7 separate regions of the Mus musculus genome follow, and regions 2, 3, 4, 5, 6 and 7 are each linked to region 1. A link is a contact called in public ChIA-PET, Hi-C and HiChIP or PLAC-seq data. All regions are on one chromosome and are shown on one strand. Each heading gives the region's core, a stretch centred on a gene start, on an enhancer-like site or on the middle of the called end of the contact. The rest is flanking DNA. Distances are from core to core; before and after follow the strand shown.

What was found. A called contact is a pair of places that touch in the nucleus more often than the background predicts. ChIA-PET counts read pairs in DNA pulled down with a chosen protein or histone mark. HiChIP or PLAC-seq counts read pairs in DNA pulled down with a chosen protein or histone mark.
Region 2: a contact with region 1 is called in a Hi-C map of erythroblasts, with 6 times the contacts expected there. The contact joins the promoter of Anapc5 here to the promoter of Ppp1cc in region 1. A contact is called at or near these places in 1 of 39 promoter capture datasets (pre-B cells), 1 of 484 Hi-C or Micro-C datasets (erythroblasts), 3 of 115 datasets of contacts at active chromatin or transcription factors (large pre-B cells, memory CD8 T cells and pro-B cells) and 1 of 9 other capture datasets (liver).
Region 3: an H3K4me3 HiChIP or PLAC-seq map of embryonic stem cells shows a contact between it and region 1, with 8 times the contacts expected there. The contact joins the promoter of Camkk2 here to the promoter of Ppp1cc in region 1. A contact is called at or near these places in 3 of 115 datasets of contacts at active chromatin or transcription factors (embryonic stem cells and stem cell-derived neural progenitor cells).
Region 4: a contact with region 1 is called in an H3K4me3 HiChIP or PLAC-seq map of the 230-238 cell line, with 11 read pairs. The contact joins the promoter of Mapkapk5 here to the promoter of Ppp1cc in region 1. A contact is called at or near these places in 2 of 115 datasets of contacts at active chromatin or transcription factors (the 230-238 cell line and bone marrow-derived macrophages).
Region 5: an H3K4me3 HiChIP or PLAC-seq map of bone marrow-derived macrophages shows a contact between it and region 1, with 3 times the contacts expected there. The contact joins the enhancer-like site here to the promoter of Ppp1cc in region 1. A contact is called at or near these places in 3 of 115 datasets of contacts at active chromatin or transcription factors (bone marrow-derived macrophages, large pre-B cells and memory CD8 T cells) and 1 of 9 other capture datasets (liver).
Region 6: a contact with region 1 is called in an H3K4me3 HiChIP or PLAC-seq map of bone marrow-derived macrophages, with 5 times the contacts expected there. The contact joins the promoter of Aldh2 here to the promoter of Ppp1cc in region 1. A contact is called at or near these places in 3 of 115 datasets of contacts at active chromatin or transcription factors (bone marrow-derived macrophages and embryonic stem cells).
Region 7: an RNA polymerase II ChIA-PET map of memory CD8 T cells shows a contact between it and region 1, with 13 read pairs. The contact joins the promoter of P2rx4 here to the promoter of Ppp1cc in region 1. A contact is called at or near these places in 3 of 39 promoter capture datasets (the C10 cell line, liver and neutrophils), 1 of 484 Hi-C or Micro-C datasets (cortical neurons), 5 of 115 datasets of contacts at active chromatin or transcription factors (bone marrow-derived macrophages, embryonic stem cells, memory CD8 T cells and 2 more) and 2 of 9 other capture datasets (embryonic stem cells and liver).

What each region holds. Positions count from the first base shown.
Region 1 is chr5:122,155,954-122,160,192 of GRCm38.p6, forward strand. Ppp1cc (protein phosphatase 1 catalytic subunit gamma) reads left to right here and starts at 2,322. Exons shown (of 7, transcript NM_013636.4): 1 at 2,322-2,662. The coding sequence starts at 2,608.
Region 2 is chr5:122,819,006-122,823,244 of GRCm38.p6, forward strand. Anapc5 (anaphase-promoting complex subunit 5) reads right to left here and starts at 2,337. Exons shown (of 17, transcript NM_021505.3): 1 at 1,975-2,337; 2 at 603-682. The coding sequence starts at 2,145.
Region 3 is chr5:122,777,211-122,781,449 of GRCm38.p6, forward strand. Camkk2 (calcium/calmodulin-dependent protein kinase kinase 2, beta) reads right to left here and starts at 2,200. Exons shown (of 17, transcript NM_001199676.1): 1 at 2,042-2,200.
Region 4 is chr5:121,544,123-121,548,361 of GRCm38.p6, forward strand. It overlaps Mapkapk5 (MAP kinase-activated protein kinase 5), which reads right to left and starts at 1,770. Exons shown (of 14, transcript NM_010765.2): 1 at 1,043-1,770. The coding sequence starts at 1,078.
Region 5 is chr5:122,724,402-122,728,640 of GRCm38.p6, forward strand. P2rx4 (purinergic receptor P2X, ligand-gated ion channel 4) reads left to right here. Exons shown (of 12, transcript NM_011026.3): 6 at 193-273; 7 at 589-730; 8 at 829-965; 9 at 2,797-2,890; 10 at 2,998-3,063; 11 at 3,344-3,439; 12 at 3,886-4,239. The coding sequence ends at 3,912. It also overlaps a transcript of Camkk2 not described here. Among named protein-coding and RNA genes, the nearest start is that of P2rx4, 19 kb to the left of the region's middle. Within about 2 kb of position 1,775, at least 15 of the 459 cell types and tissues checked have an H3K27ac peak or open chromatin away from gene starts, as enhancers often do. A contact at or near this core is called in bone marrow-derived macrophages, where this site is marked.
Region 6 is chr5:121,591,785-121,596,023 of GRCm38.p6, forward strand. It overlaps Aldh2 (aldehyde dehydrogenase 2, mitochondrial), which reads right to left and starts at 2,040. Exons shown (of 13, transcript NM_009656.4): 1 at 1,578-2,040. The coding sequence starts at 1,697.
Region 7 is chr5:122,705,552-122,709,790 of GRCm38.p6, forward strand. P2rx4 (purinergic receptor P2X, ligand-gated ion channel 4) reads left to right here and starts at 1,993. Exons shown (of 12, transcript NM_011026.3): 1 at 1,993-2,236. The coding sequence starts at 2,103.

The DNA.
Region 1 (4,239 bases), core at 1,072-3,571:
TGGATGGGATGACATACATACCTGTCACTTGGCATCTAGATAATTATGACACAATGTGTGGGCATAAACATTTTAAATCTTTCTATTGCTTCCCCAGGAGTGACACACACCCTATGTGCCAAAGTCTGCTGGGCTCCGAAGGCTCCATTTAGGGACTTATTAAACAAAAGGCTGTTGTTTCAGGCTCTGCCCAGTTCTAGTCCTCCTCCTGGAATTTAGCAACTGTGTGACCTTCAGCAAACAACCCAGCCTTTCCGTGCCTAACTTTATCTGTAAAATGGGAACGGTGGGAATATATCATCTCTAGGATTGTATCGGGGATTCCATCAGCTGACTTTGTTTCGTTCGAGACAAGATTTTGCTGTTAGCCTTGACTGGTCTGGAACTTGCCTCAAATTCTCAAAGATCTGCCTACCTCTGCCTCCCCAGTCCTGGAAATAAAGTCCTATCTAACCATGCCCAGCTACTTCATCATATTTTATTTTATATGTACGTCTGCTAGAAGGTCAGAGGACAACCTGTGGTAGCTTCCTCTCTCTCCATTAGGATGTGGGGCATGGAACTCTAATTGGTTGGCAGGCATGGAGGGAATCTCTTGTCTGCAGAGCTGTTTAGATAGCCTCCCACAAAGAGACAGATTTTGGCTCATACTAGTAAGAGTGGTGTGTGTTTGTCTCTCCATCCCACAAAATGAGTCTCCCGGGGGAGAGAAAGGCTTTCTCTGTCTTGCTCAACCTGCTCCACCCAGAATAGACACTCCTTGTGAATCAGTCTTACATATCCCTGGCCCTATGGTGTCCCTGGGAAGCTACCCTGCCCTGGAGGGAGTCCAAGATTCCAAAAACTCAGTGAAGACCACATTGACCTCCACAGATTCACAGCAGGGCTTAGCATCGACCCCAGGATGTCAAGAAGCCTGGTGCACCAGCTGCCTTGGGGTGATGAATGACCATTTGTGTAATGGTGTGCAAAACCATAGCTTGGGACAATGAGTTGGTGAGTGGGCAAAGTGGAGCAGAGGGCTGAGGAGAGCTGGGGAGAATCCTGAAACCCCACTGTCGGGGGCTAGCATCAGGAAAAGGGCTCAGATCTAGATGGGTGCATCACACACCATGCTGCGGGGCCACGGGAAGACAGAGCTTGTAGAAAATGAGTCTCTCTATGGGGAGACAACCTTGCAAGGCATTCATGGAAAGGAATCCTCAGATCCATCCCTCTTGCTTTGAGAAACATGAACTGGAGGTGGGGCTGGGGGAGAACATTTTGTAAATTTTCTGGCGTGCTACTGGGAAGAGATAAATGGGTCAGATGGGTGTGCATTTTTCTTCCATAGGCAGCTAGCCTGCGAGGCAGCAGAGTTGGGGACCCCTCAGGTGAAGGGGTGCCCCTGGGGAGTCAAGGAAGCTAGAGGCAAGCAGCAGATGAATGCGCTGAGGCCCAGAGCGCACGCACAGCAACCTCCCAGGAAATGTGCAAATTCCCATTTTATCTGCTCCGGCACGCTCATTCAACCCAGCTCCGGCTAAATACAGGGGAAATCTCTTAAATTATTATATAACTTTCTGAGTTCAAGAAAGATAATTCAAAAGATAGGTAGTAGCAACCCTTACAGAATTCTCCCAACCTCTCTCTAAAATGTAAAAGAGCATTAGCGCACACAAGAAGCTCACACAAATTACTTAATGTGCCACTCACAGTGGATTAACATTTTTTTGGCTTATCTTGGGGGCTTCTTTTTTCCAAATATTGTATCGTAGATGCTTTATTGCAGTATTATGAAATTTTGCCAGTGCTGGGAATTGAACCCAAGGTCTCACACATACTCGACAAGCATTCTCACCACGGAGCCGTATATCTAGCTCTTCTTGTTCACCAATGTGCCAGAGTATTTGAATCCCCAACGTTCCAACCTCCTCCTCTTTATGATTCTCCACAGGCAAGCAACCCCACCCCAGATTGGCTCCGAGGGGTGATTCAGTGTTGAACTCCCACCCCGCCATGTCGGTCAGACTTCTGTCCCCAAGCAGCAGAGCCGGAAGGAGCTGGTGAGCCTCGCAGCGCGCAGCAGACTGACAAAGTCCACCTTCAACTTGCGCGCGCCAACTTCACAACTTCCCTCTCCCGCCACAGGGGGTCTATTTCCCCCGCCCGTTTGGCGGAAGGATCCCGCGCGCGGTGGCGGAGTCGCGCTCAACCGTCTCCGCCCGGGCTCCGCCCCACCCCCGCCCTACGCGCTCAAACCCCGCCCCTTCCCGGCGCCGGCCCCGCCCCCTTCCCGCGCGCTCTATGGGCCCGTAAAGAAGTCCCGGCCGGGCCGCTGCACTCCCGCGCGCGCATCCGTGCGCCGCCCGAGGCTGGCCTGAGGAGTCGGCGGCCATCTTGTTCTTCTCGTGGTTCCCAGTGGCGAGAGGAGGAGGAAGCCCGGAGCGGAGCGGGGCGGCTGGGGGGGGTGGACCCGCCGCGGCTGCTGCTGCCACCGCCGCCGCCGCCACCACCGCTCGTGGGGCTCGTGGCGTGAGGAAGGAGGACGAGTGAGACCCCGGGGCGAGCGGGCGGCGGCGCCGCTGCTGCTGCTGCTGCTGCGGGAGGGTCGGCGGCGGGACGGCGATGGCGGATATCGACAAACTCAACATCGACAGCATCATCCAACGGCTGCTGGAAGGTGAGCGGCGCGCGGGTGGGTGGCGGGGCAGGCCCGGCCGGTGGGGGATCAGGCCCAGTGGAGGGGCCGGTCTTTTCTCGGAAGCCGCTTTGGATCTGGGGCGCGCATACAAGCGCCTCCGGGTTTGGGGACCCCATTATTTTTTATCACTCCCCTGTCCTTGCTTTCACATTTATCATCTGGAGTCCAAGGACTCATCAGAGGGACTTGGCTTGGCAGGACGACGTCCCAGTGCGATGAGAGTCCGTCTCCTGCATTTTCCTACCCCCTCCACCCTCCCCTCAAAGCCATCCATCCTCCAGCGTTCTTTCCCCCTTGAACGTGCATCCGCACACGGACCCAGTCCGGGTGACAGTGTGGCTCTCTCTGATCATCAGATTGTTGTGTCCCTGAGGACAGGGGGACGCTGCCGCGTTCAGCGAGCACCCGCCAGGTAGGTGCTGTGTTGTTATTATCCTGGAAGTGGGTTTCGCAAGAGAAACTCCCAAGACCTCGCTGGACCAAGAATTAACAGTTAAAAGTCAGGTTTCAAACCCCGGGGTAGCTAGGAACCTAGAGAGAACCTGCCGCCTTCCAACTGTTCACCCCGTGGGAACCCAGGATGTCCAGTGGTTGAGGAGAGGTTCAAAAACAAAAACCCAGCTTTCCTTTTGTCCGACTTGGGGGTTTCTGCCGTGTGGTTTCCTACTTTGGAGATTTCAAATTTGACATAGGTCTGGATCCTGCTAATCACAGATCCCACAACATCCGCTGAAGCTAAAGAGGAGAAGATCCAGTAACCTTGATTTGGGCTCTTGACACTAGCTTGCTTTGGCCCAAAATACTTTTGGAGTGGTGGACAGCTGCGCAATTCTGGTGGTAGATGTCTTCAAGTAAATCACTGACAGAAAAGGGAAAAGGTGTCTTTTTAAAATCTGGGCATTTCCCCGGGGGGCGGGGGGGTGTTTTTCAAGACAGGGTTTCTCAGTATGGTCCTGGGGCTGTCCTGGAACTCACTCTGTAGAGCAGGCTGGCCTCAAACTCAGAAATCCGCCTGCCTCTGCCTCCCTAGGGCACGGATTAAAGGCTTGGGCCACCACTGCCCAGAGCATTGCCTCCTCTTTAATGTTTTGTTTACATAGGGTTTCTTGGCTTTGGTTTCATTAAAACATGGTCTCTCCAGTCGTGGTTATCCTGGCACTCTTTGTGTAGACCAGGCTAGCCTCAAACTCACAGATCCTTCTTCCTCTCCCTCCCCAATTAAAGGCATTTTTATTACCATGCCTCCTTTTATTACAGGGTCTCTCTCAGGGGCCAGAGCTGAGTTAACCTTCTGATCCTTCTGCTTCGTCTCACATACTAGATTTTATAGGCCACTCAGCCTGACTTATTTTTTTCCTATGCAGTGTGTGCATACATACAGACCAAAGCACACGTGAGGAGGTTAGAGGGTAGTTGGGCGTCTTTGTGTGGATTCTGGGGATCAATCTCAGGTCAGGCTTGCAAAGCAGATTTTCTACTGACTAAATCATCTCACCAGCTTCCCTTTCTCCCTCTTTTAATTATTTTTTTAAATTTTCTGTATGTATTTTGTTTGT
Region 2 (4,239 bases), core at 1,087-3,586, 660 kb after region 1:
GCACACCCTGCACATTCCATAGTCCTGAATTATAGACAAGTCTGCTTTAAAGGGGATTTCAAGGTTTGTTTAAAGCTGGGGCTCTAAGACAAACTTTACAATCCATTTAAAATGTCATCCCCATATTCCTCAAGAGTATCACACATTGCTAACTTAACTGTATAACATTCGTCAAAGTAAAAATGGAATTATCTAAAACAACTAAAAGAGAGGTAATTGCATAGGAAATTATACACATGGGGGAAGAATACATGAACCTAACTTCTAATGCAATCCATTAAAAAAACATCTAAATAAAAGCTCTTAGAACAACCCCTCTAATAATCATAACTTTGGTTCCCCCATGTATCCCAGCTAACTTCCGAACTGCTTTGTAGCCCAGGAGGACTTTGAACTTCTGTTCTTCCTGCCTCTAGCCCCCAAAGGCATGGGTTACAGCTGTGGACCACTATGTCTAGTTTAAAGTGCTGGGCATGGAACCCAGGCCTTGTGCACAAGAGGCAAGCACGTTACCAACAGAGCCACGCCCCTATCATCTTAGACTTAACTGCTCCCCACTCCTTGGTAATCTTCACCCAGCCCTTTGCAGAGAGAAAGTTCACCTGATCTGCACTGAATTTGCCAGCTGAGGACACGATTCTTCAATTAGCTTGTACAGCTTTGACAGTGTAATATCTGGGCCCTGTGTAAAGGAGAAAATAAGGTTAGAGATAACGGGCAAAGAGCTTCGGACTGAGAAACGACTGAAAAGAGTCATTTATCAATCATTCCAAACGAGACACATGGAATCAGGATTTTCCTGACTATGCAAAATACGAAGACATACTTCACATTTGTAGATTGGTTTTAGTCAATGGAATAATCTATTAAAAAAAAAAGGAGAAAGAAAAATGAACAGGATTTATAGGATAAGGCTCTCTTTCCTTTGTTACTCTTAACAGGCAACGCTGAGCCCGTCTCCATCAGTTAAATGGACTTAATAATCACTATCTCCTTTGTCTGTGGAAAAGTTAAGTGGGAGACTGTGAAAGGCTTTGCACACCGGGAAGCACTATACAAAGGTGGGTGCTCTAGTTCTCCTGAGTATAAACACATTTCATCGTTTTCTGAACTGGGGAAGGAAGGCTAACCCAGAAGCAGAGCCTTCTCTAGACAAGGTTTAAAATTACTCACTGGGGCCATTTTTAGAAAGTCAGTGTTTACACCACTCTAGATGTAGGTAACCCAACTCGACTTCTTGGGAAATTGTATTTGACATATACTATTTTAAGATTGCCTGTATGGCTGGGTATACAGCTCTAATCTCAGCACTCAGGAGACAAAGGCAGGGGGATCTCTTGAGTTGGAGGCCACCCTGGTCTACAGAGCGAGTTCCAAGACATCCAGGGCAACACAAAGAAACCCTGTCTTGAAAAACAAACCACGGGTTGGTGAGATGGCTCAGCGGTTAAGAGCACTGACTGCTCTTCTGAAGGTCCTGAGTTCAAATCCCAGCAACCACATGGTGACTCACAACCATCTGTAATGAAATCTGACCCCCTCTTCTGGGGTGTCTGAAGACAACTACAGTGTACTTACATATAATAAATAAACAAGTTAGAAAAAAAGAAAAACAAACCACTACAAAGTGAGTTCCAGGACAGAGAAACCCTGTCTCGAAAAACCAAAAAAAACCCAAAAACAAACAAAAAAAGACAAACAAACCAAACTAAAAGAACCTATATGTTAAAACAAAAACAAAAAAAAAAACCCTCAAAACTTATCATTTATAGGAAAAGAGTTAAACCATGCCGGTTAGCTTAGGATGAAATATCATGCAGTTGCTAGTGTTCTTTTTCAGTGACAAGATGAAGCCCCGCCCCCAGGGCCCCTCCCCCGGGGCTGGACCTTCCCTGCCCTCCAGCTCAGGGCGGGGCCCACGCGAAGCGCGCGCGCGCGTGCGGTAATGGGCGGGAAAGAGCGGGCGCCCCTCACCTGCAGCAGGGGCAGGAGCAGCTGGTTGAGCTTCCGCCGCTCCACGAGGCTGACGGCGCCCTCGCCCGTGCGGCCCATCTCGTTGAGCAGCACCAGGACGGCGATCTTATAGGGCGTCACCCAGTCCTTGATGCCAAACAAGTTGGCGTGCACTACCCCGTTGGTCATCATCGGGCTGAAGTCCTGGCTCTTCGTGGACGCCGGCAAGGACAGGCCCTCTCCAGGCCTGCCACGCGCCGCGCCCACGAGCCGCCTTTACGCCATGGCTGCAGCCGCCCGGCACCTTAACCCGCCCAAGACTGTTTCCCACAGTAGCGGGGGCCTCAGTGTCCCTCTCCCACCCCGGCGGTGCCTTCGACCAATCAAAGACCAGAAGGAAGACTGACAGCCAATCAAAACAGCCAAACCTGTAGTGAGCGGGGGTAGGGGAGGGGGTGGGACATAAATGGTGTTATGGCAAATCGGTTCCCTACAGAAACGCTCAACCAAGGCGACCAGGTTCCTAGTCGACGTGGACAGGGATCTGGGAGGAAGACGCAGGGATTTTGATCAGAGACAGCGTGAACTACAGGCCACGCGTGTATTTATTTAATTTGATCTTCCTTCTCGCCCCCATTTAATTGCATCTTTGCCTCTAGCGGTACACGAAATTGAACAAGACACCTCGCCTGTATATGTGTATACCAGGGAAGCTCTCTTAACAAAGACCTTCAGCTGAAGCGATGCTCCTCCCCTTTTGGAGAAAAAAAAAAAAAAACTTACTAAGTAGCATAAACTGGCCTTGAACTCGCGACAATAGCTGAGATGATTTGAATGATCTACCCTGCCCAAAAGACATTTTTAAATCATTGTATTTAAAAGCAATGGGATTAAATTGGCATGTTTAAATTATATTTGCATACTAGATGTGATAGCTCCCTGCCTCTTACTCCAGCAACCTGGAGGCACAGGCAGTGGCAAGCACATCTCCATAAATTCGAGGCCAACCTGGTCTATAAAGCCAGTTCCAGGCCAGCTAGGTCTGCATAGTTAAGAAGACCCTGCCTCAAAAAACTTTTTTTTCGCTAGGCAATGATGGCACACGACTTTAATCCCAGAACGTGGGAGGCAGAGACAGACAGATTTCTTTTCTGAGTTCAAGGCCAGCTTGGTCTACAGAGTGAGTTCCAGGACAGCCAGGGCTACACAGAGAAACCCTGTCTAGAAAAACAAAAACAAAAAGCATTTTTTTCACTCATATTAAATTTTTTTGATACAAGGTGTCACCATGCAGCCCTTTGTAGAACCTGCCTCTGCCTCCCTACTAGCAGTAGGGAGCCACCATGCCTGTCCTTATTCTCCTTTTGTAAGGACAAGAGCCCATGTTTTTCTTCAACATCTCACAAATGCCATTTGTAGGCAGCTACGTGTCAGTTTGCAAGTGCGATACCCATAGTGAAACAAAAGGTAAGACCACCTTCTTGTGAATGGATATCTGTATCCCACCTAAGTCACTACAAAGTCCAACATCAGGTAAATGAAGCTCTTAAAACCAACCCCCGGTCTACAGTATTTTCAGTCTGACTTTTCACAATGCCCCTTCTACTTATCTGTATTTCTCAAGACACTTAGTTCTCTAGAGCTTAAAGTATTATTATCAGGGCTGAAGAAACAGCCCGGTTGTTAAGAGCACTAGAGCACTTGCTGTTCTTGCAGAGAAATTGGGTTTGGTTCCCAGAACCCACATGGTCCATCAGTATCTTCTGGCTTCTGCGGGCACCAGACAGCCATGTGGTACAGAGATATATATGCAGGCAAAGTACTCGTACAAATAAAATAAAAATAAATAAGTATTTTAAAATAAAAATATTATCAGTGATTAGTCATTCTCAGTAGTTTTCATAGCTCTTTATTTTTTAAAGTTTTTTAAAAGATTTATTTATTTATGTATGTATATGAGTACACTGTAGCTGTACAGATAGTTGTGAGCCATCATGTGGTTGCTGGGAATTGAGCTCAGGACCTCTGCTTGCTCTGGCCCTGCTCACTCTGGCCCCAAGATTTATTTATTGTTATATGTAAGTACATTGTAGCTGTCTTCAGACACACCAGAAGAGGGTGTTAGATCTCATTACGGATGGTTGTGAGCCACCATGTGGTTGCTGAGAATTGAACTCAGGACCTTCAGAAGAGTAGTCAGTGCTCTTAATCTCTCCAGCCCCCGTTTTCATAGCTCTTGAAACAAAAAAAGATATGTACTATTCAACTTCTGCTGCATACAAACAC
Region 3 (4,239 bases), core at 950-3,449, 620 kb after region 1:
GATTTCTCCAGAAATAGCACCCCATGGCGTGCTCTCTCTCTCTCTCTCTCTCTCTCTCTCTCTCTCTCTCTCTCTCCCTCTCTCCCTCTCTCCCTCTCTCCCTCTCTCCCAGCACTTGAGGCTCACAGCATTTCTCAGCATCTCCCTCCTGGCATTTGAGGTAGGGACATTCTTATAGGACATTTGGCATTCCCTAGCTCCTGCCCACTAAACACCAAGAGTGCTTAGTCTCATTTTGACAAGCCAAAAGTCACCTCCCACGTGTTTCCAAATGCTCACCAGGAGGGGTGGGACCGTCCTCTAAGAAATACTGCATAGTTATTAGCCCACCAGCAACTGCAGGGAAAGCCAAGCCTGAGTCCTGCTGGGACAGCAGCACCTCTGTCTGTGTCCTCCTACACAGCCTAGCAAACAGGCCTGGGCTACCTACCCCCAGAAAGGCAAGGGAAGCCTGGCAATGTCTGTGTGATCCTGGCTAAGTTAACTAACCTCTCTGAGCCATTCAATACTAGGCACTTTAATCTCCTATTCTCAACTACGGTGACCAAAAACTCCCCACCACAAAGGATTTGGGTTAGCATCAAATGAGATGACCCAGGCAAGATAAAGTTATTTGCCACACATCAAGAACTCAATGAATGTTAATGAGGGGGTGGGAGTGTAAGCTCACTAGTTAAAGGTGGGCTTAGCCTGCTGCTGGCACTGGGTTCTATTCCTGGCATAAATGAAAAATGTAATTACGGTTATCCAAGGTAGGGGCTCATCATATGACGGGGTTTTCTTTTGTTTTTGTGTTTTGTTTTGTTTTGTGGTTTTTCGAGACAGGCTTTCTCTGTGTAGCCCTGGCTGTCCTGGAACTCACTTTGTAGACCAGGGTGGCCTCGAACTCAGAAATGCACCTGCCTCTGCCTCCCGAGTGCTGGGATTAAAAGTGTATGCCACCATGGCCCGGCATATGACATTTTTGATGAAGTGTACAGCAGTAGAGTGTACAAGGAGGGGGATCGGGCAAACTGAAGCTGCTTCTGTACACTGATAGCACGATCTATTCTGAAACCGCAGTTTCTGTGGGTTTGGGAACAGCGGCAGCCCCTGCCACTTCCAAAGAACAAAGGAGCTGTGGGGAGGCAGAGCAATCCTCCTCTAGGTCCTGTGGGGGCAGAGTCAGGAGGAGGAGTAAAAGACATCATTAATGCCCCAGGGCACCTGAAGTTTCTACTCCAGGACTGGGGGAACATCACAGAGGAGGTTGAGGAAGGTAAAAGTTGCATCTAGGGTAATGAATGCGGAGCATGACCCACCCACCCCCAGATCAGGAGGCTGTTTGCCCATGGCACCTGAGATGTCCTCCACCCCCTGCTCCATCCCCCTGCAAAGTGCCACCTCTTCATCTCCAAGTGAGAGCAGCCGGGGAGGAGGCTGACAGAGCTGTGAAAACACCCCGTTTCCCAAACTGGGCATTCAGGGGGTGGGGAGAACCCTGGCATAGCCCCGGTGATAGCGGGGCACCACCACCCCAGGGCTGTGCCAGAGGGAGCCGGCAGGCACTCTTTATGCATCGCGCGCTGCAGCCCAGAGGTAAATTTAGGTCAAAAGGATCAAGTCGGCCTGTGAGGTCGGGGTGATCAGAGGGCAGACTCGGGTCCAAGCCCCTAGGACCAGGGTCCTCCCCGTGCCTGGCAGCCTGCGGAGGTGGGACGCTCCCGCGCGCTCAGGTTCCGCACCTGTCAAGCGCCAGGGGTGGCCTAGGCCATCGCTGGGATCCGGGACCGCCCTGGCCGGCGGACCTTGGTGCGGAACTCCTGGCCGGCTCCTGCCGCCGGACCCCAAGCGCCGCCCGGCTCCGGAGGCCAGGGGGAAAGGGGGCGCAGCCCTCCACGTGGCGGGGCGCGGGGCGGCGCACGTGGGGTCCCCTCGGGGCCCGCCTCTGGGCTGTGTCTGCCGGCTCCCGCGCGCGTCCGGGACCCAAAGACCCACGGGGAGGTTGCGTCCCTCCCCCACCCACCCCCGACTCAGCCCGGCCCGCCTCGGGCCAGCTCACCTGGGCTCCGCGCCGCCGCCTCCCGCGCTCTGCGCCCCCGGCTCGGCTTGGCTCGGCTTGGCTCGGCTCGGCTCGGTCCGGTTCGGCTCTCCACGGGAGGAGCCGCCCGGGCTTCGGCTCGCGCGCGGCGCGGCGGCGCCTCGGGCTCCTTGCTGATTGGCCAAGGACCCGGCGTGGAGCGCGCGTGCCCGCCGCAGCCTCGGCCGCGCGCGCCGGGTCCCGCGGAGACTTAAGTAGCGGCGGGGCGGAGGTGGAGGCGGGAGGGGGGGTGGGGGGAAGGAGGCGACAGGAAGCGAGGCCCGACTCGCGCAGGGGCGAACAGGCCGCAAGTTTGGGAGTGGGTCTCGGTTCCTGCGAGATGCTCCACGCCGCTTTGTCCCTGAGCGTGGAGAAGTTCCCCCAAAGGCGACGGGGGAAAACCCAGGAGCCGTCTGGCGGTTCCCTCCCTGGATTTCGGGGCAACGCCCATTATGGGGAAACCCTTCCGCAGCCACCACCCCTCTGACCACTGCTGCAGGCTCGCCCTAAAATGCATCACTCACTCTGAACAGCCCAGCGAAGTTCTAGGTCTCTCCACAAGACTGACCAAACATTCTTCCCCTTTTTGACGGTTTACTTTGCTGGAGCCTTAAAATATTTAGTCTCCCAGTTGGGTAACAACGGAGAAAAAAAAGGGTATTTCAAGGGCTCGCTCACCCGGTGGCCTTGGATGTGGGGGGCCGGTGAACTCAGACTCGGATGTTCACCAGTGGCTGTCTGCATGCATGTTTCTGCCGGCAGCCAAAGGGTTGAGATGTCAAATTCACTAAGAATTCAAAGCTCTTTGTCAACTGGGTCGATTTTCAGCCCTCAATAAATTATTGCCATATTTCTAGGCTGGGCACTCACAAACAGTCCCCAGGACCGGACAAATAAACTCAATGAGCGTTCTAATGAGATGACCACCTCTGATACTGCTAAGCGCTCTTCCATTTATTTGTTAGTAGTAGCAACTGGAGCGAGACGAAGTGGAATAGTACACAATAGTTAAAAGGACTGTTAGATCTATTTGTACCCCCACAGGAAAAGGAAAACAAAAACATGTAGCGTAAGACAGCAAGCTGCAGGAGACAGTATCATGCACAGTTTGCGTGTCTTTTTAAGCCCCACTCTTGACTGACTTCCTGAGGAGACATGAACAAATGCCTATTCACCCAAAATAGGGCGCCGACAACAGATCAAAAACATCCAAGCCCAGCTTGGTGAACCAATGGGTTTATTGGGCTTACTCATCTCCAGCATGGACAGTGACCTGCCAGAAGGAGTGTCTCCTTCGTTTACCCACCCCTTTATATTCTCTAGCATCTCCCGGGGCCAGGTGCTGTTGGAGGTCTGCACAGGAGGAGAGGCGGGAGCAACTGTAATCTCAGGTGAGGGTCTAATGACTCTCCCCATTTCTTCCCTAGAGGGTGGATAATAGCCTCTCTCCAGTAAGGGACGGGTGCAGAGGCAAGCACAGATGCTCTGATTTCAAGAGGGACATGTTCTATGACCTCCACACGGTGTATGCTTATGGACACAAGCTTGTGCGAACGTCAAAGAGAATCGGTTCATGTTAGATGCATGATGGTCTGACATCAAGACGGAAGTAGGCAGCTAGAGGGGTAGCTCAGAGGTAGAGGACTTGCCTACCAGGTAGGAGGTAACGGTAAGGAAACCGGCTGGATAGCCTGGCGTGGTGGCGCACGCCTTTAATCCCAGCACTCGGGAGGCAGAGGCAGGCGGATTTCTGAGTTCGAGGCCAGCCTGGTCTAGAGTGAGTTCCAGGACAGCCAGGGCCATACAGAGAAACCCTGTCTTGAACCCCTCCCCCCCAAAAAAGGAAGCGGGCTGGAGAGATGGCTCCGTAGTTAAGAGCACCCACCAGCTGCTCTTGCAAAGGATCTAGGTTCGATTCCCAGTATCCACATGATGGGTCACAACCTCTGGAACCCCAGTTCCAGGGGATCTGACGCCCTCTTCTGGCCTTCTCAGGCAGAGCATGCATGTGGTTCGCAGACATGCATTGAGGAAAAACACCCATACACATGGAATAAAAATAAAGGAAGGTGGGTCGGGCACTTTTAACCCCAGTATTTGGGAGGCATGGGGCAGGAGGATCTCCATGAGTTCAAGGTGGTAGGAAGTTCCAGGTCTATATAGACCCTGCTTCCAAAAAG
Region 4 (4,239 bases), core at 520-3,019, 610 kb before region 1:
CAGCCTCAAACAGAAAATGAGTTCCAGGACAGCCAGGGCTACACAGAGAAACCCTGCCTCGAAAAAAACAAAACAAAACAAAACAAAAAACAGAAAAGAGTTTGTAGTTTCATGATGGCCTCTTTACTCTTTGTGGCCAAAGACAACCTTGAACTTTTTATTTCATTTTTTTTTTAATGTGTGTCTCCAAAGATGAGAGGGCAACTTGCCAGAGTTGGTGCTCTCCAGCCATGTGGGTCTAAGGATCTTACTCTGGTCACCAGGCTTGGACTGAGGCTCCTCTTCTGAGCCAGATATTAAATCACAGCATTGGCTGGGATCCTCAACTACTGATCCTCCCGCGTGTGTGTGTGTGGGGGGGGGGGTGACCCCTCCCCGTGCCAGTTTCATGCAGTGCAAGGGATCAAACCCAAGGGTTCATGCATGGTGAGTACTCTACCAGCTGGCTATATTCCCAGTCCCATTTGGGGTCGTTTTAGAATACGGGGCGCTTTAAACTCTTCAGAAATAAACTCTTGATTCTTGAGAGTAGACAAGAGAACAGAAGGAAATGAACGCACAGAGAAGGGAAAAGCCAAAGGGCAGGTTTTGGGCAAAGGTAAAGCAACTCCTGAAGTTGAAGGTCTCAAACAGGCTTGGTTCAGAGCCATCAGGAGGGGTCAGAGCCACTGCCAAGTGTCGCAGTGGGTCACCAAGATGCAAATGGACACAGTTGGAGGTGATGGAAACATGAGAGTCCTAAGAAGCCCTCTTATATCCCACTCATATGAAGTATCTCCACACTACTCAACTTCGTTCTAGCTGAGCACAAATTGCATCAACCAAGGAGGCTAGAGGGAATCGGAGACACCACCCTACACAAGCCAACACTCTGGGCCTTCAAATGCGGTCCCCTTCCCCGGGAGGCCGAAAACCGAACTTACTAGATGCTAGGAACTAGAACCTCTACCTCCCATTCAAATTCTCTCTATTTCCCAAGGCCCACGATGAGCGGAATCGCGGTTGTCGACAAAGCAGGGTACGGGTTGCATCTCCCGCTTACCTTGATGGCTTTCTCCATGTCGCTGTCCTCCGACATGCTCCGCTGGGCTCCCACAGCCCGAAGCGGCGGAGGCTGCGCGGCTGTCCCGTCCCCTGGCAGCCGAGGAAGCAAAGGGCTCGGAGCTCGGGGAGACGGGCAGCGCCCGCCCCTAGGGAGCGGAGGGGATGAAGGTCCGGGTGCCGGCTCGGCTTCCGCAGGCGGCTCTAAGCTGGTGGCGGCGGTGGCGGCGGCAGCGGCGGCGGCCCCTGGGGACAAGCCTTTGTGCTGGGCCCCGCGCAGCCGCTTCCCGGCCTCATCCCCGGCCGGGGAGGCAGGCTCCCGGGGCAGGGCGAGGCGGGGAGGGGCCCGGCCTGGAGCGCCGTGCGGGGCTTTGGCGGGGCCGCCGCTTAGGCCTGGGTTCGCCAGCTCCTGAGGAGAAGCCTGCGCCGCCGCCTCCGCCTTCCCCGCCGCCGCCGGCACCAGCACCGTAGCGAAGCCGAAGCCGAGCCCGCCGCCGCTGCCGCCGCCGCCGCCGCCGCCGCCGCCGCCGCTCCCACTGCCGCTCCAGCGCCACACATCGCCGGGACGCCTGCGCCGGGCAGCCCGCCGGCCGCCCGCCCGCGCCTCACCCTCTGCAGCTTCACGCCAGCCATGCTGCCGCGGGGCTCTGCGACCACCCAGCCCCGCGCGCCTCTCGCCGGCATCCGCCGGCCTTTCTGAGGCTTTCCCGAGCCGCGCGGTGGATGTGCAGGCGCCAGCCGGGTCGTCCCCGGGGCGCGCCGCACGCAGCACAGGCCCCCGGGCCTTCCACTGACGTGGCGCTGGGTGAATGACGTAAGACGGCGCGAGGCCTGGCCTGCCGAAAGAGAAGCGGAATGCAGGGAGGGCGCATGCGCGGGAGCCCGCTGCTGAGTGTCTTGTGTTTTGAGCGAAACCTGTGGATGCAGCCAAGGAGTTGGCTGGGAAGTGGGATGGTAACGTGGGACATACAGAAATCTGGCTGTGTGGGAACCAACCGGATCGTGCTCGTCCTGTCAGCTTAGCGGGGTCGGAGATGTTGCTGCCTGCTGCAGCCATCTCAGCATCCCGAGGATGCTAGAAGCGGGAAGGAGGGACAAACGAGTTCTTGGCTTCCATGCGGACGGTTTTAGGACTAGCCAGTTTATGAAGCAGAATTGAAGGTTTGGTTGATTGATTGATTGATTGATTGATTAATTGATTTTTCGAGACAGGGTTTCTCTGTGTAACCCTGGCTGTCCCGGAGCTCACTCTGTAGACCAGGCTGGCCTCGAACTCGGAAATCTGCCTGCCTCTGCCTCCCAAATGCTGGGATTAAAGGCGTGTGTCACCACCGCCCGGCTCTGAAGGTTTTATTAACGATTACTTAAATGGAAGCGTATCCCTGAGAGAGTCATAAGAGACGAGTACACAAAGTATACACAAAGGAGTTTAGTACACGTCCTTTCTGTTAGATTTCTGAGGCAGTTCAAAGGAACAGACAGGGAGCAAAAGAGAGATGGGAGCCTGACCTCTTAACAGTCAGGACTGTGATTACTGGTGCGCACAGCAGGGGGCACAGTCCTCCTCCTGGAAGTTGGACTCCTCTACCAGAGGAAAAAGCTGGCTTCGAGGAGCCTATATAGTAAGGGTGTTAAGAATGCAGAAATATGGGGGGAGAGGCCTCAGGCCACTTCCCATTTCGTTTTATGAAGTTATCTAAATCAATTTAGATATTAAAATCAAAACTTCCAAGTTTTGGCCAGCAGTAGCCTTTGTCCAATGTGCATGGAGGCTAGATTGGGACCAAGAGCTGAGCAAGTTAGTGTCTTGAGGTCTCCCCATAGAGAGCTCTTTTAGATTAGCCTTCAGCCAGGCTAATGGTATGTCCTTTGGAATGGACAGTTTGGAACCCATGGCAGGCGTGCAACCAAGGTAAAAACATGGGTTAAATTGAGTCACCCAGGGGTATCCCTCAGATTTTCGATTAACCAAATGTAATGAGCATATTTAAAAAAAAAAAAAGCCGGTAAACCTGAAAAAAATAGCTTAGTTAGGAACTCCACTACACCCAGTGCTGCACCTGATAACCAGAACCCAGTGACCCAAGATAACCAGACACAGCCCTAGAACCCCATGGCCTCCACTGGACAGTACCTAAACAGAGACAAGAGCAATGCTCTGCACATCTGGAGAGACCTTCATCGGCCCTGCAGCTGGACAGTCTTCCCCAGGATCCTGACCCTTGAATCAGAGGCCACTATTAGAGACTGCACCTGACCTTTTGCTAATATGTCATACAGGTGAGCAGCCTAATACAACATACCTTGCTATACCAACTACCTGTGTCTACATTCTTGCTCACAATAAACATGCTTCAAAAGGAGAGTGAGGGGCTGGAGAGATAGCTCAGAGGTTAAGAGCACTGACTGCTCTTGCAGAGGTCCTGAGTTCAATTCCCAGCAACCACATCATGGCTCACAACCATCTGTAATGGGATCTGATGCCCTCTTCTGGTGTGTCTGAAGATAGCTACAGTGTACTCGTATACATAAAATAAATAAATAAGTTAAAAAAAAAAAAAAAGGAGAGTGAGCAACCCCAGTCTCGCACATTCCCAGGGGTCAAGGTACGGGAAAAAGTACAGGAAAAGTTCCTAGAGCTTTCTGTCAACCAAGTCAAGCAGGCTGTATCAGTCAGGGTTCTCTAGAGTCACAGAACTTAGGGGCAGTCTCTATATAGTAAGGGAATTTGTTGATGACTTACAGTCTGCAGTCCAACCCCCAACAATGGTCAGCAGCAGCTGTGAATGGAAGTCCAAGGATCTAGCAGGTGCTTAGTCCCACAAGGCAAGCAGATGAAGAAGAAAGAGAGCGAGAGAGAATCCTCCTTCTTCCAATATCTTATGCAGGTCTCCAGTAGAAGGGGTGGCCCAGACTAAAGTTGTGTACCACCACACCTGGATCTGGGGCTTGCTTTGTCCCAGATGACCGTGAACTCAGAGACCTTGCCTTAGTCTCCTGGGTTTCATAGCCACTATGCCTCAAGATCTCCATGGCAAGGTCCAGGTCAGAAACTTGTATCTCCCAGCCTCAAGATCAGGATCACAGGTGAGCCCTCCAGTTCTGAATTGCAGTTCATTCACGCTGACAACCACGAATAGCCACTACACTGGCCAATGAAGAGTTCCCAGAACACCAGCAAATGATCCCACTGCCAGT
Region 5 (4,239 bases), core at 525-3,024, 570 kb after region 1:
GCTTTGGGCAGGAAGTTCTGCCTCTTCAGAGGAAGGATCCGGAAGGCCTGGTGACCCTAGTGTGACACAAAAGAGGATAGAAAATGCCAGATGTTCCCATTCTCCTTGCGAGAGTGGCGCTGTAAACTGTCGGAAAGGTGGCACCGACCGCAATGCGCATGTGTGTAATAACCTGTACAATTCCTTTTCCAGGCCAGCTTTTTTAAAGGCTGCAGAAAACTTCACCCTCTTGGTAAAGAACAACATCTGGTACCCCAAGTTTAATTTCAGCAAGTAAGTGGGGGCCGGGCAATAGGCATTCACGCGCCTCTTAAAAAGAACTTCTGGGGGCTGAGAGATGGCTCAACGGTTAAGAGCACTGACTGCTCTTCCGAAGGTCCTGAGTTCAAATCCCAGCAACCACATGGTGGCTCATAACCATCCATAACGAGATCTGGTGCCCACTTCTGGTGTCTGAAGACAGCTACAGTGTACTTACATATAATAAATAAATAAAATTAAAAAAAAAAAAAAGATTTATAAAAAAGAACTTCTGGCTCTCCCCGAAGCTGCCCTTGCTCAGACTCTCTGCTTCCTCCCCTACTTCAGGAGGAATATCCTCCCCAACATTACCACCTCCTACCTCAAGTCGTGCATTTATAATGCGCGGACGGATCCCTTCTGCCCCATATTCCGTCTTGGCCAAATCGTGGCGGATGCGGGCCACAGCTTTCAGGAGATGGCAGTGGAGGTAGGTGCCAGCATGGTTTTCCTCGCATCTTACCTGCCCCAGGATCCCGGCCCCAGCGTGAGCTTGAGTTCCGAAAGCCTCCCCTGCTTTCCCCACAGGGAGGCATCATGGGTATCCAGATCAAGTGGGACTGCAACCTTGACAGAGCTGCCTCCCACTGCCTGCCCAGATATTCCTTCCGGCGCCTCGACACTCGGGACTTAGAACACAACGTGTCTCCTGGCTACAATTTCAGGTACCGCTCACGCGTTGGGAGGATGCGTACATGTGGTTCAAGCCCAGGGCACATCCTGAGACCTGTCTCACTAAAATATAAGAGGCTGCACTGAGCCGGGCGGTGGTGGCACACGCCTTTAATCCCAGCACTTGGGAGGCAGAAGCAGGCGGATTTCTAGGTTCGAGGCCAGCCTGGTCTACAAAGTGAGTTCCGGGGCAACCAGGGCTATACAGAGAAGCCCTGTCTCGAAAAGAAAAAAAAAAAAAAAAAAAAAAAAAAAAGAGGCTGCACTGAAACTAGCCAGCTGAAGATGCTGCTGTATCTGTTTCCCCGGGCTCTAGTAACAGATGACACCGAACAGCTCGAAACAACAGAATTTTATTCTTCGATAGTTCTGAAACCAGAAGTCTGTAGGATTATGTTGCTGTGAACTCTGCGGTCTGATGCCGTAAACTCCTGAACCCCCACCATCACCCCAAGTGCTGGGATTAGAGGTGTGCACCCGCCACACCCACCTTCTCTCTTCTATTTATGGACGGCTAGGAACTTGCTGTGTAGACCGGGTTGGTTCGATCTTCTCTTCAAGAACATTAGATTTAGGGTTAACCTTAATCTGGCATGACCTCTCTTTAACTAATTACATCTGCAAAATAAGATCACCTTTGCAGGTGGAGATGAATTTGAGAAGGGACACTATTAAATCCAGGACACCTGGGAATGTGAGCGAGGCCTGGGAACACCATTGCCATTTTTCAAAAGCAGCCAAATCCTGTGTACAGTTAACGAGCATTTATTTGCTAGGTCAGTTTTCAAAGTTGCCCTTGACTCCCTCTAGTGGTAGCTTGTGGTATCAAATTTGCGTGGGGTAGTAAGAAGGCTTTCTTGAGACTAGGGCAGCTATTCGAACTCCCCCCAACCCCCACACCAGGGTGGGGTCAGATTTGTATGGTTCTGTCTCTGTCTCAGGGTTCTTAGGGGCCACGGTGGAGACCTAAAGCTTGGAATCCTAGAACTGAGAAGTTGACGGATCTCACACACACCCAGACCGTAGCCAGCACCAGTCTCACCTGAGGGTCCCAAGCCTGGACCAATAGCATAGAAGCTGTGGCACAGATAAATCCCAGACTTGAGATTCTGATAGAAAGCTAACTAAGGCTGGGGCCGGGCAGAGCGGTGATAGGGGCAAGGTTTCTTCGGAGAATCTCCATATTGCATATTTAGGAACTAATTGACCTTTTAGTTTCCCGGGACAGCTGGGATTACAGACTTCCCTGGTTTGCATTCTGTAGCCTGGAGGGTGAGCTGAGTTGGTGTCTTATCTCAATTGTGTATCTCAATCCAGCCAATGAGACTAAAATGGCAGGTGGTAGCCAGGGGGGGAGCCCAGAGGCGTGGTGTATCCCACCTGGAGCCAAGCTCCAGCCGGGCTGTGAGCCCCGGGGCTGGCTCAGTCCCCATCCTTCCATGCAGTCTTGTAGATCCCCACTGGCTGACAAGTTCTGTTAGTGCACAGGGTCCCCTGGAGAGAGGCAGGGGATGATGATATGACCCAGCTGTATCATCAGGAAGGCCGTTCAGAGCAAAAGGGCTCCCATCCTGGGGTAGGATGCTGGTGGCAGAGGAGTCCCTCTGCTCCTCCGGGAGGGGTCCTGGCTCCTCCTGCTACATTGCCTCACATTAACTAGGAGGCTGACCTGGGGGGGGGAGGGTGCTTGGTGTCTGCGAAGCCACTGGAGCAACTCGTTAACCAAGACAAGTTGTGCTCAGGGACTTGGGTCCTGCGCTAACAGTCCCTGCCTGGGACCCCAAGATCTGCACTTATTCTCCACCCTACCCTCTTTTCCTCCAGGTTTGCCAAGTACTACAGGGACCTTGCTGGCAATGAGCAACGCACACTCACCAAGGCATATGGCATCCGCTTTGACATCATCGTGTTTGGAAAGGTAGGCCCTCCTCTGAACCCTGCTTGGAGAGAGAAAGCCTCCCACTGTCCTATTTTCTGTCATCACCCCCATTAGAACACTTTGGTTCTCCTCCTGTCTTCCGCCAGGCTGGCAAGTTTGACATCATCCCAACCATGATCAATGTTGGCTCTGGCTTGGCGCTCCTAGGGGTGGTGAGTGTTTTAGAGCGGTTTCCTTGTCTGGACCTTTCTTACTCGTCAGCAGCTTAGTGAGCAAGCGCTGGCCTTCCCCTAAACCTCAGACTTGACTCTAGACTGGATGCCGTTTGGGGTGAGGAGAAAGATTCCCTAGAAATCCCACCTCTGAGACCAAGCCGGTTGGTCTCAGTCCAGTCTGATGCAGAGAAACGGAGATGCCATTCCTCCTTGGTAGGTTAGATCTCAGAGGAAGGGGGTCTTATAAAGCATCCTGGTTTATTCTGTGCTAAATCAGGCGACCGTGCTGTGTGACGTCATAGTCCTCTACTGTATGAAGAAGAGATACTACTACCGGGACAAGAAATATAAGTATGTGGAAGACTACGAGCAGGTAAGCACCTGTACCCAGCGCAGGCACGAAGTGTGAGCGTCTTGCCTTTGTCCCTTGTCCCCACGGAGAGCACCGAGCAAAGGCCCTTCTACCGAGGCTGGCACGGGTCAGCTGATCACCCCAGCAGTTACACCTGTAGTAGCATGGCTTTTCCTCTCTTCAGATAGACTCCCTCTTTAAAACCCAGCTGTGTCTTACCTTCTATTTATCACTGTCACACCTTGACTGTGACAATGGATCTCCATCCACATGGTACTTTCATTCATCCTCAGAACGAGGGTTTTGTACCTTACTGTGAGACTCTCTAGAACTAACTGGAGACCTCTCTGTTGCTAAGATCTCCCCACAAGCCCTCAGGAGAGGCACCAAGCCGCTGCCTGCCGTAGGTGGTTGGGGATCTGGTGGCAACACGGGCTGGGTAGTCACTCGTTTACCCCTCTTCGCAGGGTCTTTCCGGAGAGACGGACCAGTGATGCCTAACCCTACATTTCAATCCCACTCAGCCTGTGATGCAGAAATATGGGAGACTTGGCTGCTGCGTCTGTCACTCTAGAGACGGTTCCAGAGTCTCACTCGGTCTCCACTCCACAAATACTCAGGGTTGCCCGAGCACGTCTTGTATTGTTTTTTTGTGGGTTTTGAGCCCGGGTCCTGCTCTGCAGCTCAGATGGGCTTCAGATTCAAGATCCTCCTGCTTCAACCTCCAGGGGTGCTGGAATCCCACACGTCCATAACAGCACCCACTTCCCACGGGAGTTCCGGCATTTTTACATTTTACAGGTTCATTGTACACATCTCAG
Region 6 (4,239 bases), core at 790-3,289, 560 kb before region 1:
TTCGGTAATGAACGTGCACTATCCTTGTGATGTCGAAAAAGGCAGCAATGGGGGAGGGGAGTCACTCTAACACCCCCCACCCCCACCCACGGATCACTCACAACTGAATCAAGCCAGAGCACGCATTGGACCTGATACTTTGTGCCCTGCCTCCTGATGAACCAGAGGAACAAAGCTATTGATCAGGTGCTTCCTCTTGCAGTCAATTCCGGCTCTTTTTGAAGTTCAGCTCCTTCAAGCCTGACTGATTGCTTCAGCATCAGCTGCCAGTTAAAAAACCAGCAGCTACTGAAATTTACAGCTTGTATTATGCAAAAGATGGGTTGTTTGTTTGTTTGTTTGTTTGTTTTCCCTTGGATTGACTCCTTGTAGCACTCCTCATGGGCATTTTCAAACAGGTCCTGCGCATGTGTAAATGGCTGCCAGGTCCTGGAAGTACATACTGCAGAAAGCAAGAGGCTAAGGCTACAACACCGGTGGTCAGCAGTCCATCTGGAGGATGTCCACGTTCAACATGAGATCCGACCACTGCTCCTACCCAGAGTTGCAAGAGACCATGGAATGTTTTGGCTAAGGGCTTACTTTTGGAATCCCAGACAAGAACCCAGACTTCACCTTAACTTGGCTCTTTAGGAACCTGACCAGACCTCAGTCTCTTGAGCTGTGTAGTGGGGATAGTTATAGCATCAAACTCCCAGTTCTAAAGCTTATGGGTTAAAGACTGAATTGTTTAGGACGCTGCCCTGCACAAAGGTTGGGGGAGGGGACTTTTGGGGAACCCGGACTGCAGCTCACACCAAGTGCCAAGTGCACGAGGCCCTGTAGTATCAAGAGACATGGGATCACTGTCGCCCAGCACTGGGAAGCCTGGGGCAGGAGAATTACAAGTTCAAGGCCAGCCTGGACAACTTAGTGAGATCCTGTTTCAAAGAAAAAGTAGAGAGAAAGCTGAAGACCGGAGGTGGTAGCTGCGTGTCTGGCCTGCACAAATCCAAAGTGGGGTGGGAGTGGCTGACGGAAGAACACAGAATTCCGGGCCAGCCTTGGCTACAAAATGAGATCTTCTTTCAAAATAACACATCAAGATATCAGCCCTGACTGCTTTCCCATTTTACAGAAGAGGGCAGCCAAGTCCCACTTGTTGCACAAACAAAAAGAATACTTCACAACCACGTTCTTTCATGTGATTCCAGACTTTACCAAAACTCAAAAAGCTAAGACAACATTCCAAAGTCCCGGTTGGGTAAGAGCGGCCACAGAGGGGTCCTGACCCAGCTTTTGCTTCTGAACTCTGGCTCAGGTCTGCGTGAATCGGGTAGGGGTGTATGGGAGGTCTCGCAGAGAGGAGCTGGGACGGCTGGGCCTTCCTGGGTGAACCCGGACCGCGCGGGGAAGGAGCAGGCTGCATCGATGCGGGGTAAAGAGGCCCAGGACTGTCCCAGGCCGAGAGGCGACACACTGCGGCCACATGGGCAAGGGAAGACGCGCGCAAAGATCGCTGGGCGCGGAGGGGAAACTGAGGCCGCGTCGCCCGCTCCGTCCCGCCCTAGGGCCCGAGGAGGCGAAGTGAGTCTCACCTGGTTGCAGAAGACCTCAGGCTGATGGTTGGGGGCTGGCACCGCGCTGGTGGCGGCGGCGGACAACAGGCGGCTCAGGCGCGGTCCGCGGCGGACAGTGGTGAGTGCGGCGCGCAGCATGCTGAACTGAGCGGAGCTTAACTGACCCGAACTGAACTGAAATGGGCGAGCCGAGCCGAACGGAGCCGAGAGAAGCCTTGCCGATCGGAGGGCGACTGCAGCGTTGAAGAACAAGTCCTCGCCTCCGCCCCCTGCAGCCGCCAATGGGAGGCGGAGACACGGGGGCGTGGTCAGGGAGTCCCAGCCCCTCACGGCCTAAGGGGCGCGACCCCTGGCTCCCAAAGCCAAGTCAGAGATGGAGTTTGCAGAACCCTGAGAAAGCCTAGCCAGAGTGGTGTGCGCTCCTAGCAGGGTGGCTGGCGCCTAAGGCTCACATCTGTGCAGATATGGCGGCGAAGAGAATTCATGAATGCGGTTATTCCATGAACAGCCTGGGACTGGGCACTTGAGGTGCAGGACGTCATTGGCTAGAAAGAGACGTGGACGCCTGGTCACTTGTGTGCCTTTCAACCAGGTGAACGCATCACTAGGCTAAGGAGATGGTGAGAATCTTGGCAGGGGCTTCTGGGTAGTGCAAAGAGAAGTGTTTTGAAACCCAGGAGCCCCAAACTGGGTGGAGCCCTTGGAAGCTGAGGCCCAGCCTGTTTCTGAAGCACCCAGAAGGAGGAGACTGCTGTGTATGAGCATCGCCCTGCTTTGGTGACTCGAAGGATATTGTCACCCGCGCTGTAATAGCCAGTGACCAGACAAGGTGTCTGGGCGCGTTTCCTCGTGTGCCTCTCATTTTAGCACCGGACAGCTGAAGTTGTTCCGGACTCCGCACCGTTAGCACAAAACATGAGGAAAAAAGCATTTAAGGACCTCACAGGCTGGTCACATGACCCACCGTAGGTGCAAAGGAATCTGGGAAACTGAGAACGCTGTTGGGAGAAATTAAAAAGGAGCCACTGAGCAGACTTCCAGATTCCCCCCGGGGGTCTGCACATACAGAAATCCAAAAGATATGCTCGAATTTCATATCTCCCTGGAGACTGTGCAGCTCTGTATTAGTCAATCAGGTCAGAATGAAAGCTTGGCTCAGAGAGACACACAGGACCCCTTTGTTTTCAGAATTAAAAAAGAAAAACAGCAGAAAAATGGGTCTGGGTCTTTAATCTCAGCATTCAGGAAGTATTTATTTTATGTTTATGAGTACACTGTAGCTGTACTGATGGTTGTGAGCGATCATGTGGTTGCTGGGAATTTGAATTCAGGACTTCTGCTTGCTTGCTCAGGTCGGCCCCGCTGGCTTCAGTCTAAAGATTTATTTATTATATATCTAAGAACACTGTAGCTTTCTTCAGACACACAGAGGATGTCAGATCTCATTACTGATGGTTGTGAGCCACCATGTGGTTGCTGAGATTTGAACTCAGGACCTTTTGAAAAGCAGTCAGTGCTCTTAACCTCTGAGCCATTTCTCCAGCCCTAGCATTCAGGAAGTAGAAGCAAGCAAATCTCTAGAAAGCTCGAGGCCAGCCTGGTGGTCTACATATGAGTTCCGGCTAGCCATCAATATATACATACATACATATATATATGTATATATATATATCCCTTCAAAAGTTTCACCTGCAGGGGCCCTCTGGGTGTGTTTGCTTGTTCTGCGTGGCAATTCGCCCTTGTGCAGAAGTAAACCATTTTGCCTTGCCAAATGTGGATCGTGAATCTCCACACCCATTTCCTGCAGGAAGGTGTCCCCATTCACTGTTTGTAAAAGGGCTACTTGCTGTCTCATTGACTACAGGCCCATTACCATTTAAAGAATTTTCTATGGGTGACATTTAGGTGGCTTCCAATCTTGGGGGACTACAAATAATGCCCCGGTTTGTAGAGCCACTAAGTCATGGGACATTTCCTAATTAAATACTGATAGTGCTATATACAGGCTCCTCCTCCATTTATGATTGGGTGTGGCCTTTAACTCTTCTCAGGTTGGAAGTATCACAAATCAAGAATGTGTTGAAAGTCTACTTTCGGGCTGAAGAGATGGCTCAGCTGTTAAGAGCACCGACTGCTTTTCCAGGGGTCCCCAGTTCAATTTTCAGCAACTACATGGTGGCTCAGAACCATCTGATGCCCTCTTCTGGTGTGCCTGAAGACAACGGCAGTGCACTCATATACATAAAATTAAAAAAAAAAAAACCTAAAACAAACAAAAAAAGACTTTTAAGAAAGTCTACTTTCTCGTGGTACCTGCCCTGTAACATCAGCATTCAGGAAGTGGAGTCAGGAGGATCAGGAGTTGAAGGTCAACCTGAGCTACATAAAGAGTTCTAGGCTAGTCTGGGCTACAGGAGACTCTATTTCAAACAAACAAATTACTTCCACACCCCTACCACAGAACACAGCTTATCTATTGTCACTGCCGTGCTGTAAATCCTACTTATCAAAAGTCAGTAAAAAGACTGGGTAGGATGGGACCCCAGTGTCGGACAGTGCCACCGCCCTATGGGAATCCATCCTGTTGCGTGCCAAGAGAAGCACAGGGAAGAAGAAGATAGTGCAGGTTGCTCAAAGTCACGTGTCCTTCCCCACTGGGTACCAGGACAGTTCCTGATGG
Region 7 (4,239 bases), core at 743-3,242, 550 kb after region 1:
CTGCCCACAACTCCAGTTCCACGAGATCCGGTGTCCTCTTGCACATATGCATGACACACGTCACATGCACACAAGTACCCATAATTAAAAATAAATCCTTTAAAGATGAATACATTTAAAAAAAATCAAGCCAGGCATGGTGGCGCACGCCTTTGATCCCAGCACTCTGGAGGCAGAGGCAGGCGGATTTCTGAGTTCGAGGCCAGCCTGGTCTACAGAGTGAGTTCCAGGACAGCCAGGGCTACACAGAGAAACCCTGTCTTGGGAAAAAAAAATCAAATAGGTATTACAAAATAAGAAGCAGTCAGGGCTGGAGATGTCACGCCAGAGCCTTTGTCCTGCGTGTGAGAAACTCAGGATGATGACCCAGTAAGACATAGAGAGTAGTGGTCAAGAAGAATTAAGGAAATATCACATGGCTTATATTTATTCTTTTGTCTCAGAATTTTCTCAAACAATGTACTAGGAGGGGGGCACGCACACGCTGGAGGACAATCGTGGGAGTTTGTTCTCTTTTTTTCCACCACTTATGTTCTAGGGATTAAACTCAGGTTGTCAAATTTGGCAGCATCTATCCTACTCACTGACTATAGACGGAAACAAGGTCTCACTCTATAGTTAGAACTAGGTATATAAACCAGGCTGGCTTTGAACTTGTGCCAATCCTCCCAGCTCTGCTTTCGGACTGCTGGGATAACAGGCATGTGCCACCACACCAGGCTGGCATGTTTTCCCACTAGGCCTTAGATTAAAACTCAAAATCATTCAAATCCCGTGATGAGTCGCTGGTAACAGGGCACTATGACTTGTGTATGAAGAGTTCTTCCCAAACCTTCATGTGTTGAAGGCTTCTTCCCTACGTGGGAGATAATGCTGAGAGGGGACTGGATGCTGAGAGACCTTAACATTGGGAGCTATGACATAACGGCAAATCTTATCTTAGCATTGGGAGGCGGTACAAAGGAGGTGAAGCCAGCTGGAATAACTAATTCCCTGGGACCTGGTGGTGGAAAGACACACCTTGTCCCCATGCCTTTCTGTAAGGTCCACCATGCTCTCTCAGATCCATGGAGCCAAGTGACCAGAAGCTGAAGCTAACTCAGATGAAATAAAAGATGCATGGAGCAGAAAATGAAAAGAACCGCGAGGAGTCTGATTAGAACCTCAAGCCTTGTGTATATTACCTGCTATATTTATACTGCACAGGGCTGAGATGCTCTCACTATGCTTGCTGGACAGTACCTGGTATAAGGGTACTTGGATGTATCTGTTACACTTAATATAAAACGCCTATTAAAAAAACTTCGGAAGGGAATGGATATATGTGACCTTAACAATGGTGTCTCCCCACGGGCTTGAATTTTTCCAATTCTCCCTAAGCTTGCGGTAAGCCATTCTCAATAGCAAGATGGCTACAGGGACCCCCCCCCACCCCCCAGGTGCTGGCTGTTGCCTCCTCTCAGGTGCAACTACGACAGTTATCTGACTAGGGGTAGGGACATGGATCGGCTTCAGGCCTAAGAGGGGTATATGGTGGCATTTGTGGCTGACTTCTGCAGACATCCTAGTACACCAGGTACTTATTCACCCACCCTATAGTTTCATAAAGCAGCACAGCGGGGCTCCCTCCACTACATCCAGATCAAGTTTGCCTCCTTCAGTCAGGGGACTGACTCTTCAGCACTCGGGTCCTCTAGGAATGTAACTCCTATCCAAGTTCCCCTGGCGCACGGCTCGTTATCCTATATCTGAACCGCAGAGCTGTCCTTTGCAACAGAACTCAACTGTCTGCCTTTCAATCCTAGGCCTGAGGGCGTCATTATCCTTGTCCCTCCGGGAGCTGACCTTGCTCCCTGCTCCAGAGGTAATTCGTCCCTTAGTGCTATACCACTCTTGCTTTTTAGATCGTCCCTTTGAGAGGGTCACGAGTTGGGGCGTCACCCTGGGGTGGCAGAGGGGGAGGAGACGCGCTCCTCAGGTCGCGCGCCGCCTATTTCCGGGCCGAGCTGCTGGGCGGGGCTGCTGCCCGGACCCGGTGGTGGTGGTGGCAGCGACAAGGCGACCCGCGGTGGCCACGACGCGGAGCAGCGGGCGGCGGAGCCATGGCAGGCTGCTGCTCCGTGCTCCGGGCTTTCCTGTTCGAGTACGACACGCCGCGCATCGTGCTCATCCGCAGCCGTAAAGTGGGGCTCATGAACCGCGTGGTGCAGCTGCTCATCCTGGCTTACGTCATTGGGTGAGCGGGCCTGGGGAGGGGCCGCGGCTGGGGGCAACCCAGACTGTCGGGACCTGGCAGCGCCCCCTTGCTCGCTCTCTGGGTCTGGGGCAATAGCTGAGCCGGCCAAGCCCCTCCTCCCCGAGTTCAAGGGGCGGCGACACGCCCTCGCCGGGCTCTAGCCAAGCCACCTGGAACCAGCTTGAACAGGACACTGGGGACTACTGGACGTCCTGGGAGCTAAGCCTCGTCTTAGCTAGACTGTCACCCCATCTTTCTCGCATCCTTCCCTCCCGACTTGCTTCATGCTGCGCCTTGGCTTGGTGGAGGGGCAGGGCAGGGAAGGCTTAACTCTGTGCGTCACGGACTTCTCTTCGGTTCCTTTTCAAACTCGGACAGAAACCAAGGCTTGTGGTTTTCATTCGGTACTTTCTGGGTCTGTGGTTTCTGTTACCTTAAGAAGCTTCTGATAACCCAGTACCCTTGAGATGTCACACTTCCCAAAAGTGTCCCAAGGTCACTTCCTTTGTTTTGTTGGATTGGTTGGGAATATGAGTACCCGCCTGATTTTGATTCTAAACTCTGCTCTTCATTACTGTTTATATATACCCTCCCATCACTAGGCGTTATGAAACGTTTAATTTTAATTGGATGCACCTGTAAGGCTGTAATACACCCCAGGAGAGATGGTGAACCTTACCTTGCCTCCTGGGCCCAATTTCAAGGTATTCGAGTGTCAACAGCTGCTAGCGTGACAGGTGGATCTGTTTTCTTACTAAAGGGCCTAAAGCACGGGTCCCCAAACAACACATTGGAGTCACTTAGGAATCCACAAAAAACACAGATAGATTGCCAATTCACAAACTGACTCAGAGCTGTAAGACCTCTGTGCCTGACCACACTCACCTGAGAAAGCTTTGTGTGGCCTTAGGTATATGAAATAGGTACACAGGTGGCTGGAGAGATGGCCCAGAGAGATGGTTAAGAATGCCTAAGATACAGCCTTTAATCCTAGCACTGGTGAGAGACAGGTAGGCAGATATCTATGAGTTCAAAGCCAGCCTGGTCTACATAGTTTCAGGACAACCAGAATTATTACAGTGTCCCAACTAAATAATAAATCAACAGGTCTCCTGCTTTGGTGTTAGGTCTGGAATCTGTTCAGACCGCCTAAGGGCATTCAAAAGAATGCAGAGGAGTTTCCGCTCACAAGGTTGTAGCTTCCACCATATGGAAGCGGTAGACACTAGATAAGACTCGCTGAAGCTGGAGGAGGCAGTAATCAGTATGTCTGCAATCCCAGTATTCATGGGGCTGAGGCAGAAGAATGCTCGCCTGAGCTATGTGAGCCCCTGTCTCCAAAAAACGTCCTCTTTAGCATGAGGCCTTGGAGTCATTCAGTCACCAGTACCTGAAAAACCCCTGGCCAGTATCTATTTTTTTTTTAAGATTTTTTTTTATTTTTATGTATATGAATACACTGTAGCTGTTCAGATGGTTGTGAGCCTTCATGTGGTTGTGGAGAATTGTATATAGGACCTCTGCTCGCTCCGGTCAACCCACTCCCTCAGTCTCTGACTGCTCCAGCCCAAAGATTTATTTATTATTTTTATTAAGTACCTGTAGCTGTCTTCAGACACACCAGAAGAGGGCGTCAGATCTCATTACAGGGGGTTGTGAGCCACCATGTGGTTGCTGGGATTTGAACTCAGTACCTTCGGAAGAGCAGTCAGTGCTCTTAATCGCTGAGCCATCTCTCCAGCCTGAGAGGCCAGTATCTAAATGCAGATTAGATTAAGTCTCTGGAGTGAATAATTCCAGTGCTCGGGATGGGCTCTCCAGTACTGAGCCCTGCTGCTAGCTCACTAAATAACTTGGATTGGAGTATCTGGAATCAGGGGCTCACCAGTAGCTTTGAGCTCTCGGCTTTTGTTTTCCTGGGATAATCTGTTCACCCATAAGATTCTGTGGCTGTTGTCATTGGAAGAGGGCCACATGCAGCCACTGAATGCTCAAGCTGTCTC